Linked DNA regions of Sus scrofa: region 2 is linked to region 1. Evidence: chromatin contacts called from public promoter capture Hi-C data. All regions are on one chromosome and are shown on one strand. The core of a region is the stretch at or near the end of the contact, and the rest is flanking DNA. Distances in the headings are between cores, read along the strand shown.

The links. Promoter capture Hi-C pulls out the DNA fragments that hold promoters and counts their contacts.
Region 2: a contact with region 1 is called in a promoter capture Hi-C map of fetal liver, with 3 times the contacts expected there. The contact joins the promoter of DOK2 here to the promoter of ATP6V1B2 in region 1. A contact is called at or near these places in 1 of 5 promoter capture datasets (fetal liver) and 1 of 2 datasets of contacts at active chromatin or transcription factors (alveolar macrophages).

What each region holds. Positions count from the first base shown.
Region 1 is chr14:4,287,199-4,292,924 of Sscrofa11.1, forward strand. It overlaps ATP6V1B2 (V-type proton ATPase subunit B, brain isoform), which reads left to right and starts at 2,059. Exons shown (of 14, transcript XM_003483379.4): 1 at 2,059-2,298. The coding sequence starts at 2,163.
Region 2 is chr14:6,177,327-6,183,052 of Sscrofa11.1, forward strand. It overlaps DOK2 (docking protein 2), which reads right to left and starts at 3,569. Exons shown (of 6, transcript NM_001185102.1): 1 at 3,433-3,569; 2 at 2,157-2,438; 3 at 1,857-1,944; 4 at 806-990; 5 at 141-302; 6 at 1-138. The coding sequence starts at 3,492.

The DNA.
Region 1 (5,726 bases), core at 809-3,308:
AAACCTCCATATGCCGCGGGAGCGGCCCAAGAAATAGCAACAACAACAACAACAACAACAAAAATTAAAAAAAAAAAAAAAAAAGAAATGCTTTGTATTTGGGGGAAAAAAATCAGTGTGAATACAATTTAGAGGACTGAAAATACACAGAAAGGTTATAAATTAAAAATAGAACTCTTAATTGGCACAACATTGTAAGCCAACTATAATTTTTTTGAAATCGTTTTTAAAAAAAGAATTCTTGAGGGGTTCTCTTGTGGTGCAGTGGGTTAAGAATTCAGAGTTATCACTGCAGTGGCTCGGATTCGCAGCTGCGGTAGGGGTTCGACCCCTAGTCCGAGAACTTTCATATGCTGAAAGCAAGACAAAAAAAAAAAAGGCAGAAGTTTCATCTTCATATTCACACATATATACACATATGTACTTAGAATGTATACAGATTAATCTACTCTATATACAAGTTTGCAACTGCTTTTTTAAAAAAAACCTTAATTTGGTGTTCCCGTCGTGGTGCAGTGGTTAACGAATCCGACTAGGAACCATGAGGTTGTGGGTTCGATCCCTAGCCTTGCTCAGTGGGTTAAGGATCCGGTGTTGCTGTGAGCAGTGGTGTAGGTTGCAGACTCGGCTCGGATCTGGCGTTGCTGTGGCTCTGGCGTAGGTTGGCAGCTACAGCTCCAATTAGACCCCTAGCCTGGGAACCTCCATAAGCCGTGGGAGCAGCCCGAGAAAAAGCAAAAAGACAAAAAATAAAATAAAATAAACGTTAATTTATCTTGGAAGATTTTAAAAATTTCAACACTTAAGGCTGTACTAATTCTTCAAAGGCTGAGGAATATGTTTGACTAGGCCAGAACTTATGAAGGGACATGTACCTTAGATTATTTCTACAGTTTTGCTATTTCACAAATGTTTCAATAAATATCTCTGTATACATATATGTATAAATATAGATCACATATATATAATATATATGATATGATATCTAATAAATCATAAACAATTGAAAACATTTGTTAGATATACCGATATATATATATATATCACATCACAATGGTCTTCTAAAGGCCAAAGGCAATGGCAACTTATATTCCTGCTTGCCTTCTCTTCAGTTTTTGGCATTAATAGTACCATAATCCATCCTTAAGATTTTCTCCTCTTTTTCTTCCAGGACATGTGCTCTGGGTTCTCTCCAACTCCAGTAACATCCCAAGTTTGATTACAGGATGCTCTTTCCTTTACTCATTCCCTAATCTTGGTCTTTAGCATCTTCCATAGTACGCACACTCTCTAGCTTATTTGTTTTATTTTCATATTACCAAATGGTGATATTATAAATTTGATCTTGGATTTAGCCCGGAGATCGACTCCTGGGATGTGTACCTATTCAGTCCAACAGAAATCTCATTCTGAATATTCCACAGGCAACTTAACCAAACAGCGCCCCCAATTAGCTTACTACTTCTCCTCCTCCACCACCAGTAAAATTCCTCACTTTCCTTCTCTATTTTCTACCCAGTAATCAGCACCAAAACCCACCAAGCACTCGGGCTGCAAGCCTGTACTGCCATCTTCCACAGCCAGCTCGTCATTCTTACACTAGTTCTGCGCCCTAAATACTTTTCAAACACATCCCACTTTGGTCTTTCACGCTGCCACTATCACCCTAAAACAGTCCAATATATACATATTTTTGAACCGATATATAAGTGAATGAATTGGAAAGGAAGCTAATAAAGTGAAAGAAGTAATAGTCACCGGAATAGGTTCTATATTGTTTCTCAAAGCAATTTTTAGAACTCTCTTCACTCAAAATAATGAAATGCCGTAACGAAATAGACATCGGTTGGCGTTTTCCTGCATGGAATCGCCTTTCTTCCCCTTCCCTCTTGTCTTCTTTCTCCCGCAAACCTTGCCTTTCTCTGGGTGCCTCTCCCTGGCCGGGCGCCCGCCCCCCAGCACGCTGGTCAGCTCCTCTCGAGGGCGCGCGGGTTTAGCCCCGCCCACGCGGATCCCGAGTCACAAGGACGCCGGCGGGCGGGGCTCAACCAAGGGGGCGGGGGCTTCGCAGCGCGCATGGGCGGAGCGGGGCGCGGGCCGCCCCAGCTATATCTGCGCCTGCGCGGCGCCGCTGCGGGGCCAGTCGGGACGGAGGAGACAAGATGGCGCTGCGGGCGATGCGGGGGATCGTGAACGGGGCCGCGCCTGAGCTACCCGTATCCACCAGCGGGCCCATGGTGGGGTCTCGAGAGCAGGCGCTGGCAGTCAGCCGTAACTACCTCTCCCAGCCTCGTCTCAGTGAGTATTCGAGAGCAAGACGGATCCTGTCTTTGCTTTTAGCCCAGCCCCTTGCTCCCACTCACCTGCTTAGCCAGAGGGGTGGGGTGTGTGACGGGGTTTGTTTTTCCCTCTGGCGTCCCCATATTCCGACCCAGACGTCTCTCTCTAGGAGAAGATTTGAGTGTACCTTAATTTCCATGACTGAGGTGGGCTAAGTGCAAGAGCGCCAGCGGGAACTTTTTTCTGGGTTGGTGGGCTGCTGGCTCTTGCCCCGCCCTCTCCAGCTTCCCGGGGCTGGAGCATGCTCAGGCGCTTGCTTCCTGTCTCGGAGGGAAGGCTGCTCCTTGCCACTCCTATCCTAATCTTCCCCTGGCCTCATTTGGATCTGCAGGGGTCAGGGGAACGTCCCTTCCCATCTCCTTGCCCGGGGTGTGGACCTCAGGGCAGGTCCTGCGCTCCTGCGGAGGGAGACGGTGTGGTGTCATCGCTGACGTGGTGAGGCCTTTCGTGGATGGAGGTCAGGCCCACAGCCAGAGGGAGATGTTGTTTGCAGGAGAGGCTGCTCCGCAGGAGAACACCTAGATATGAGAGAAAGCTAGAGCTGAAAAGTACCCTGCAGGTCATCTAGTCTAGCCCTCTCATTTTACAGTGAGACGCCTAAGGTTCCGGGAGGGACAGGGCTTGCCAGGGTCGACACCTCATTATTCACAGAACAGGAATATACCAGGTTTCTTGCCGGACCTTTTTCTACGATTGACTTTGTTGAGTGCAAGGCTGTTTTGGGGAAGACAGCAGCTTTGCCTATATTATATACCATATGTGCAAAGCATATGCATAGGCATGTTTGCGTTGTGATTGTAAACAGACCTTCATAAAGCAGGCCTAAGTGGACTGCTCAGCAGTTCCCAAAGAAATGATTCTTGTGTAGTAGCATCAGACCTCTTGCAGAGCTTCCTTAGGAACTGGGAATGAGCCCTGGAAATTGACTCTTTAAAGCTTAGGAAAGCACCGGACGTTTCCCCCGGTGATGAGACCGTATTTGCACTGGTTACTTGCCAGAGTACCTGTTTGTGGGTGGCTTCTTGGTTAAAAAGAATTTCAGATGAAGGGTTTCAGTTTGGGGCGCTCTCCTGCCTGACTAATCCCATCCTGATCAGTCACTGGGTCATGTGATGGCACTGCAGAGTGAGGAAGAAGGCGACTTGAGTCTATGGTTTGCGGAGATGTGCTTTTTTTTCTGGCAATTATTTTCATTAGAGAATGCCTGTTGAGAGTTTATAGGAGCTGAAATAAATGGCTTAAGAAATTGACGTTCTTATATAGACTTTGACAATAAATTTGTACCTGACAGTTACAGATACTCTTTTATGAATTGCCTGTGTGTTTTATTGTTCTTTGGGTAGAGTAGATAGACATTAGTGGTGCTTCTAGGAAAAGATTTTAAGGGGCAGTAGTCATTTTCCGACGATGTAATTTATTCACTGAATTTCAATTCAGAGAGTATCGGCTGAAATGATAACATAGTTGAAAGAGTACTGCATGATTAAAGTTGTAAACCCCTATAAGGGAGATGAGTATGATTTCTTAACATTCTGTGTGTGCTTAGCCAGTGACTGAAGAACTTCTCCAGAGAAGATTCCTCTGGACGAAATTGTTGCAGCATAATGCCTAAAACAGAAGCTTTAGAGTTCAGGAACCCCTTTTGTATCCTCAGGGCCTGGCACAGTATTTTACAATTGCTATATAGCTTACATTTAAACCCCTTGTTCTAATAGTGGGTGAAGTCATAATGTGGAAGGAAAGGAACCACGGTAGGGAGTCGGGGTACTTGCGTTGAGTTTCCATTCTGTGTCTGGGTTATTCTAAAAAGCGCAAATGGTACCAGACTTAGGCTAACAGCTAGCTGCATTTGAATATCATCTTTTTCCTATATTGCCACAGTCTTACTTCTAGTTAATGCTTTTAATTTCTTCTGAATAAATGTTGATTAACTTCTTAATTTTTCTAAAGATTGATGATACCATCCTAGGTTAAAAAGTTATAGTTATTTAATTTGCGCTTTTTGAACAAAGGAATCAGTTCCACTGCACAGATTGGATCCTGTTAATTTTTTTAAATTCCGAATTATGAGACTGTTAACAAGAAATGGAAAATGAGATACACGGGGTTAAAATAATCTTGAGCACATTAGTTGAATTTCAGTGTCACAAGGAAAGAAAACTTGATTTCCTTTTAAACTTTGAACAAGGTTCAGTAATATACATAGAACTTTTGGATGTTAAACATTTTGAATTAGATAATCTCCATTGTGCTTGAGACCCTCGATCAGCTGTCTAAATCTTTCTTACTTCATGAAGCAGAGAGTCTTTTCGAGAGTCGAATAAAGGAACAGTGGCCTGCCCTTCTCTAGGACCTCTCCCTCCTTGCCCACTGCTCGAGGTGGGGTTCCTACTTTCGTTGCTCAATAGAAGGTGATTCTTCAGTTTTCCTTTTGCTAATAAGGTGTAGGCTAAAGGGCTAGATCTCTTATTGTGCAATGGCTTTCAGATTTTTCTTTGAAAATTTCACAATCGTTAAGTAGTGTTAGTCCTGTTGAATAATCTCATATCCTGCAGGAGGAAGAGGATGTCATCTGACAAAATGTGTGTTCCTTAACGCCTTTGTAGTTCAGGGGTTTTAAATGTTACTCCATAAATATTTATTGCCGGGTTGATAGTTCAGGATCAAAGATGTGACTTTGGGGACGTAAATTGTGTTCAGCATGCTGTGTAAACAAGTGTTGCTGTGTTGTCAGAAATTCTTACCATTCCCTGTGGATTTAGGTTCTTGTTCATTTGGAATTTTCAAGGGAAAAGTGATCATTATTTCTAAGCATAGAAATATTTATGTAATTTGTGAATCGGTTTTGATTTTTTGAAGAGCAGCTTGGTGTCTTTGGCAGCTTTAAACTTGTCTTTTTGGGCTTTTGATAGTAATGGTAAGGCGCTCTGGCTAAATATTGTTGAAAGATAAAGGTGGTGTTTGATATTGTTTTCTGTGCTTGTTGCCCCACTTCCGCAGGTAGTTTTATTATTGTGGAAAGGAATTATAGTTTGTATATAAACAGTCATCTTTCTATATTTTTAAATAATACTGGAGACTAAAGGTCACCCTAACTTTAGAATTTTGGGGTGATGGTGGTGAGGACAAACATAAATTTCTTAGAGATGTAGTTTTAAGTGTCAAGTAGCTGTACCAGCCTTGCCTGCCTCCCAGTGTGCTCTTAAATTAAAGTGAGGGAAAACCTATCTGAAGATGCTCTGTAAAGTATGAAACATTTTGGTTTAGTAACATTTTTTTCTTTAGTTTGGATTATAAAGGTGTTTTTTTTTTTTGGTTTTATTAGGCCCGCGCCTGTGGCATATGGAGGTTCCCAAGGCTAGGGGTCAAATTGGAGCTGTAGCCAT
Region 2 (5,726 bases), core at 2,319-4,818, 1.9 Mb after region 1:
TGCCACTGCATCGAAGGGTACCGCGTACTCCCCCTCTGGGCCCCGTTGCCGCGGGGTGGGCACCGGGATGGTGGGCGAGGGTGGTGGCAGTGAGTCGGCGGGTCGGGAGTAGGGGCTCTCTGGCCGGGGCAACACTGTGGGACCGGGACGGGCTGGCTTTGGGGCCCAGGAGGGGCGGCGTTTTTCTGGGCAGAGATGGCCTCTTCCAGGGCTAGGAAGATCTCATTGCCTTGCCGAGTTTCAAATTCAAAGCTGCCCTCCCCTGAGACACAGCGGCGGCCAGCCTCAAAGGAAAACGTTACCTGGGTGGAGGAGAAAGAAGATGACTGCCTGGCCACGGCAGGGCCGCTGCTCCCGGACCAAGCTCCCAGCCACAAACCTATCACCTCCAACTACCCCCTCCCCAGGAACTGCCTACCCCCCTGCCCCACCCCCGCCTCCAGCTGCTCCCCCTCCCCTTTCCCTCCATGTTTTTCTTACAAGTGAAGCCTCTCTCATCTTCCCTCCTTTCCCCTCCCATCCATCCGAGCAGGAAGCTTGGCATCCAGTTTGTGCTGCACGAGGCCAGCCACTGCCCACCCTGTAACCTCTGCTTTCCTTCTCACCCTCCTCCACCACCATCTCCCCTCCCCTGCTTCTGTCCTCCAGCCCCCAGAGCTGGGCTGCTTTTCCTCTGCCGGCCTCTATCTTCTCTTCCTCCTCCCATTCTCTCCTCCCTTGTGGGCCCCTTCGCCCCTTCCTTGATAGTTTCCTTGCTCTCAGAGCTCAGTACGTCTTAAACCTGCCCCTCACAGCCCCGGCTCACCTTGTCCCGCCCAAAGCGCCGCAGGAACCTGTAGGGCCATTCATACAGCTGGGTGCCTGGCTCAGGACCACCCCACAGCTCCAGGGCGCTCTCCCCAGTCCGCAGGGTATAGGATCCCCAGAGCCGGCACCTCTCACTGGCTTCTGTAGGCCTCATGGTCACAGCAAACTCCTTGCAGGGGACCGCTGGGGAGGAGGGGGAGCAGTTAATGGGAAACGGCTGGCCTGTCTCACCTCTGCCCTGCTCTAAATAGCGCGCCAGCTTTCCAGAAAAGGTATGACCCATATCCCCAGGACCCTGCAGCCAAGGTCCCAAAAGCTGTGCTGCTCTGTGCCAGGTCATACTCCCCAAAATACCAGGTACCTCCACCCCTCCCCCCCAGGAGACATCACACCCTAGCCACATGCACCCTGACCTCGTGCCACTTCCTTCCGGCCCCTGTCGCCAGAGCCAAAGCCTTGTCTCCTCCATCTCATCTCTGCCCCCACCCAGCCGCCTCCCCAATCCCTGCAGTCACGGCTGCAGGTGCAGCCAACCCTGCCCGCCCAGCCCTCGGCCCACCCTCCTCCTACCGATGCCATCAGGTGCCCTCCGAGGCTAGGAGCCCGGATGTCTCCCCAGCCCCCAGTCCACCTGCTCTCCACACACACCCATCCAGAGGGCAGGAGGGGGACTGCCTTGTCAGCCAAAAGCTCCCTTGTCCCAGGACACCTTAATCCACGGGAAGAAAACCATTCTTTTTACAGTCAATTGCTCAGTGCCCACAAGAGAGAGTTCAAGAGCAGCACCTTCACCCAGACCCTCCGGCTGGGCCTTTCCCAGCAGCAGGGCCTGGACAAGAGGGAGCGGACTGCAGGTGAAGAGCTGACATGCATGCTGGCCAGCCTCCCCCACCACAGGCCAGGCCGGAAGCGATGCTGATAAGGGGCTGGCCAGGGCCAGGGGCAACCACAAGGCAGGAAGACTCCGCTGGCAGTCAGCCAGCCTGCACTGCCTCCCCAGTACGCCCTGGGGAGAGCACCCACGGAAAAGAGGCAGCCCCCCACCTCACCTGTGGTCGTGCTGCTGTACAGTTCATTCTCCTCCATGCGGGGCCGGCTGCCCTTTCCCTCCTGGCCTAACAGCTCCTTCCTCGGGCCCTGGGGAGGAAACCCAAGGCTCACCACCATCACCAACCCCAAGCCCTACCTCTGGCCCAGCTTTCTTTCAAAACACACTCAACCAGCTACCCCCTATTCTGACTCGGGATGCTTCCTCCCCCACCCCAGCATCTTGACCTTGGCCCTTCCAACACTGGCCCAGAGCAAGCATCAAGTGCCCCCACGCCTTTCCGCAGCCCTGGACGACTCACCGGGAAGGCCAGGAGGCAGATGGCCTGTATCCAGTCGCCACGCTCTGTGGTTGGGGCCGCCAGCAGGTACAGGCGCTCTGTGGTCTCCAGGAAGAAGGCGCTGGTGTCCCGGGGGCTGCTGGCCTCCCCACCAGCCTCGGCCACCCGCAGGCAGTCACTGAGACGGATGACCCTCCGGGGGGGCTCTCCCCGGCGAGGCTTCTCCGGGCCCTCCTGGAGCTCCAGCCGGGCCAGGGCACAGCCCGACCCTCCGTACAGCACAGCCCCGAACCGGCGCCATTTCTGCCCCCAGATGGGGAGACGGAGAGACGGTGACCAGAGGGGAGAGGAGGGCCCAAGGGAGACGGAGGTGAGGATCACAGGAGACCCAAGGAGGCAGGGAGCCTAACGGAGGCCTTGGGAATTAGGAAGCATTGGAGATCCACCCCCAAGCAACCCAGAAGGAGGCCTGTGAGGACAGCGGAGAAGATGCTAAAGGTAGAAAAGGCACAGTGGAGAGCCCCGTGGAGGCAGACTGCAGGGAGGCCCGGCAGGCCCAACCCAGGGGATCCGAGTCACCAGGCAGAAAGCCTGTGCGTCTTGAGGCCCAGAAGGATGGCCCAGACTGGGGCCCATCATTCTGGTTCTGTGTGAGGCCTCATGGAAGGCACCTGTCCCCAGGAACGTCAGCTGACCCTCCTGAACCCTCCCGCCCCATCCCCTGACAAGTCAGGCCATGAGAGAGACAGACGGACGGAGAGGAGCCCTGGGGTGGGTCAGCTGAAGGAAGGAGCACTTCCTCATTCAAGGAGGCCAAGGAGGGGAAAGGAATCAGGACACCACGGGGCCCTGGCTCCCAGAGACCAAGCTCAAGCTCACAGGCCAAACGCACCCCACTGGGGCAGGAAAAAAGGAAGGAACTCCCACTGCAATCCCAAATGATCCCCTCTGCCATTCCCTCCATCCCCTCCCAAGGTGCCCTGGTGAGAAGTTGCCACAGGGCAAGAAAGGCAAGAAACAGAGCCAGAGCCCCTCCCCCCACTCCTCCCCACCCCCACCCCGGGTCAGCAGCCGTCAGCAAGAGCAGAGTCTGGGGCCTGGTCAGGGAGGTCAGCAGCTGCTGAGGAAAGAGCCCTCTCAAGCTTGTGCTCTGGGCCTGAGGCGGTTGATGGCACAGTCCCTGGCATCTCCTAAGGGTTCTGGAACATTCCAGGGTCTCCTCTCCTCCCCGGGAGAGTCTAGCGAAGCCCCAGCCTCTCGGCCCAGCCCCAGCCCAGCCCAGTCCAGCTCTTCCTACCTTCCCGAAAGTCTGCTGCTGCTGAAGGTACAGGAAGCCCTGCTTCACCACGTCCTCCATCCTCCCACCATCCCCGGCCCTGAGCCTCAGCGCTCCTTCCACTCCCGCCCTCTTTCTCTCCTCACTGCCCTATGTTCCCCCTTCTCTCAAGTTCATTTCCTCTCTGCCTAGAGTATTCTGCACTATTCTAGTCTGCTTGATGACGACAAGCTGATAGGCCCTGTGGTTTCTTGCTGTGTGTGTGTGTGTTTTCTTTTTGATGAGTGAGTTTCACACTCAAGCTTCCTGCATTTTTCAGTGAGTAAGACAGCATTTCCAAAAAGCCAAATTCCATTGCTTCAGTGAGCAACAACTCAGGTACAGAACCTGGCATGGAGAGTCACCACCACAGAGTGGCTGACCCACTGGAACAGAGACCCACTGGAACAGAGACCCAGAAGAAATTTGACAGTAAAACCAGTCACCAAGGCCCCCTCGCCCCAAGCTGAATGCTTAGCATGACAAAACAAGGTCAGAACCATAGAAATCAACCAGTCCAACTCCCTCATTTAAAAATGAGGAAACGTGGAGTTCCCGTCGTGGCGCAGTGGTTAACGAATCCGACTAGGAACCATGAGGTTGCGGGTTCGGTCCCTGCCCTTGCTCAGTGGGCTAACGATCCGGCGTTGCCGTGAGCTGTGGTGTAGGTTGCAGACGCGGCTCGGATCCCGCGTTGCTGTGGCTCTGGCGTAGGCCAGTGGCTACAGCTCTGATTCAACCCCTAGCCTGGGAACCTCCATATGCCGCGGGAGCGGCCCAAGAAATAGCAACAACAACAACAAAAAGAAAAAAAAAAAAAATGAGGAAACGTGAAGTTCCCTGGTGGCTCAGTGGGTTAAGGACCTGTCATTGTCACTGCCGTGGTATGAGTTCAGACCCTGGCCCCAGGAACTTCCACATGCCAGGGACATGGCCAATAAATAAATAAATAAATAAATAAATAAAAATGAGGACACTGAGGTTCAGGAAGGTCTGAGGGACAGATCCAAGGCCACCAAACCGGAACCCAGGTCTCTCAACCCAGGAGGAGCTGAGCACACACACGCCCAGCACCGTGGACGAAATCACCTCACCACTTTCACACACTCTGCTGCAATGGTTTCACTCTGTGGGGAGCACTCCCTGCCCCCACCATGGTGACACACACGTACACCACCTCCATGAGATTATAGAAACATGAACGTTCCCACACGCTATGCTCCCCAAGCATATCTCAACTGCTGGAGTTCACCATCTTTCCAGCTTTTGTGAGCATTATAAAGACAACTGAGTTCCAGAGTTCCCGTTGTGGCTCAGCAGGTTTAGAACCCAACTAATATCTATGAGGATTTGGATTCGATCCCTGGCCTCACTCAGTGTGGTAAGGATCCGGAGTTATCTCCGGCTGCAGTGTAGGTCACAGACACAGCTTGGATCCCATGTCACTGTAGCTGTGGTGTAGGCTGGCAGTTGCAGCTCCAATTCGACCCCTAGCCTGGGAACTTCCATATGTTGTGGGTACGGCCCTAAAAAGACAAAAAAAAAAAGACAACTGAGTTCCAGTCAGTTGGAGATTATCTTTCTAGGTTAAAACAGTAACCTCTTATACTTATATTTAAAAAAAAAAAAAAAAAAAAAAAAAGAACTTCCCATCGTGGCGCAGTGGTTAACGAATCCAACTAGGAACCATGAGGTTGCGGGTTCAGTCCCTGCCCTTGCTCAGTGGGTTAAGGATCCGGCGTTACCATGAGCTGTGGTGTAGGTTGCAGACGTGGCTCGGATCCCGCGTTTTGCTGTGGCTCTGGTGTAGGCCGGTGGCTACAGCTCTGATTTGACCCCTAGCCTGGGAACCTCCATATGCTGTGGGAGCGGCCCAGGAAATAGCAAAAAGACAAAAAAAAAAAAAAAAAAAAAAAGCTCCATAGTTATCAAAAGTGCCTTATACTTACTAAAGGTTTCGGGCACCAGGCACACTATCCCTGGAAGAAGGAAGGGCAGGTATAAACACACCTGTTTGAGACCCTCCTGAGGTCACAGAGGCAGAGGAGGAAGTAGCAGGGTATCTGATCTTGAATTCGGCGATCTTCTTATTGCTCACCCCTAAGTGGAATCCACATTTCATGCAAGGAGATACATTGCTTTGGAGAAATCTAAGCTCCCCAAAGAATATTTAACTTAGAGCCAGATGGTTTAGAGAAGCAATGATGGAGGCATGGTGCCGAAATGTTGGGGGAACCAGAGAATTAGACCAGCACTCTGGGGTAACCCCATAATGG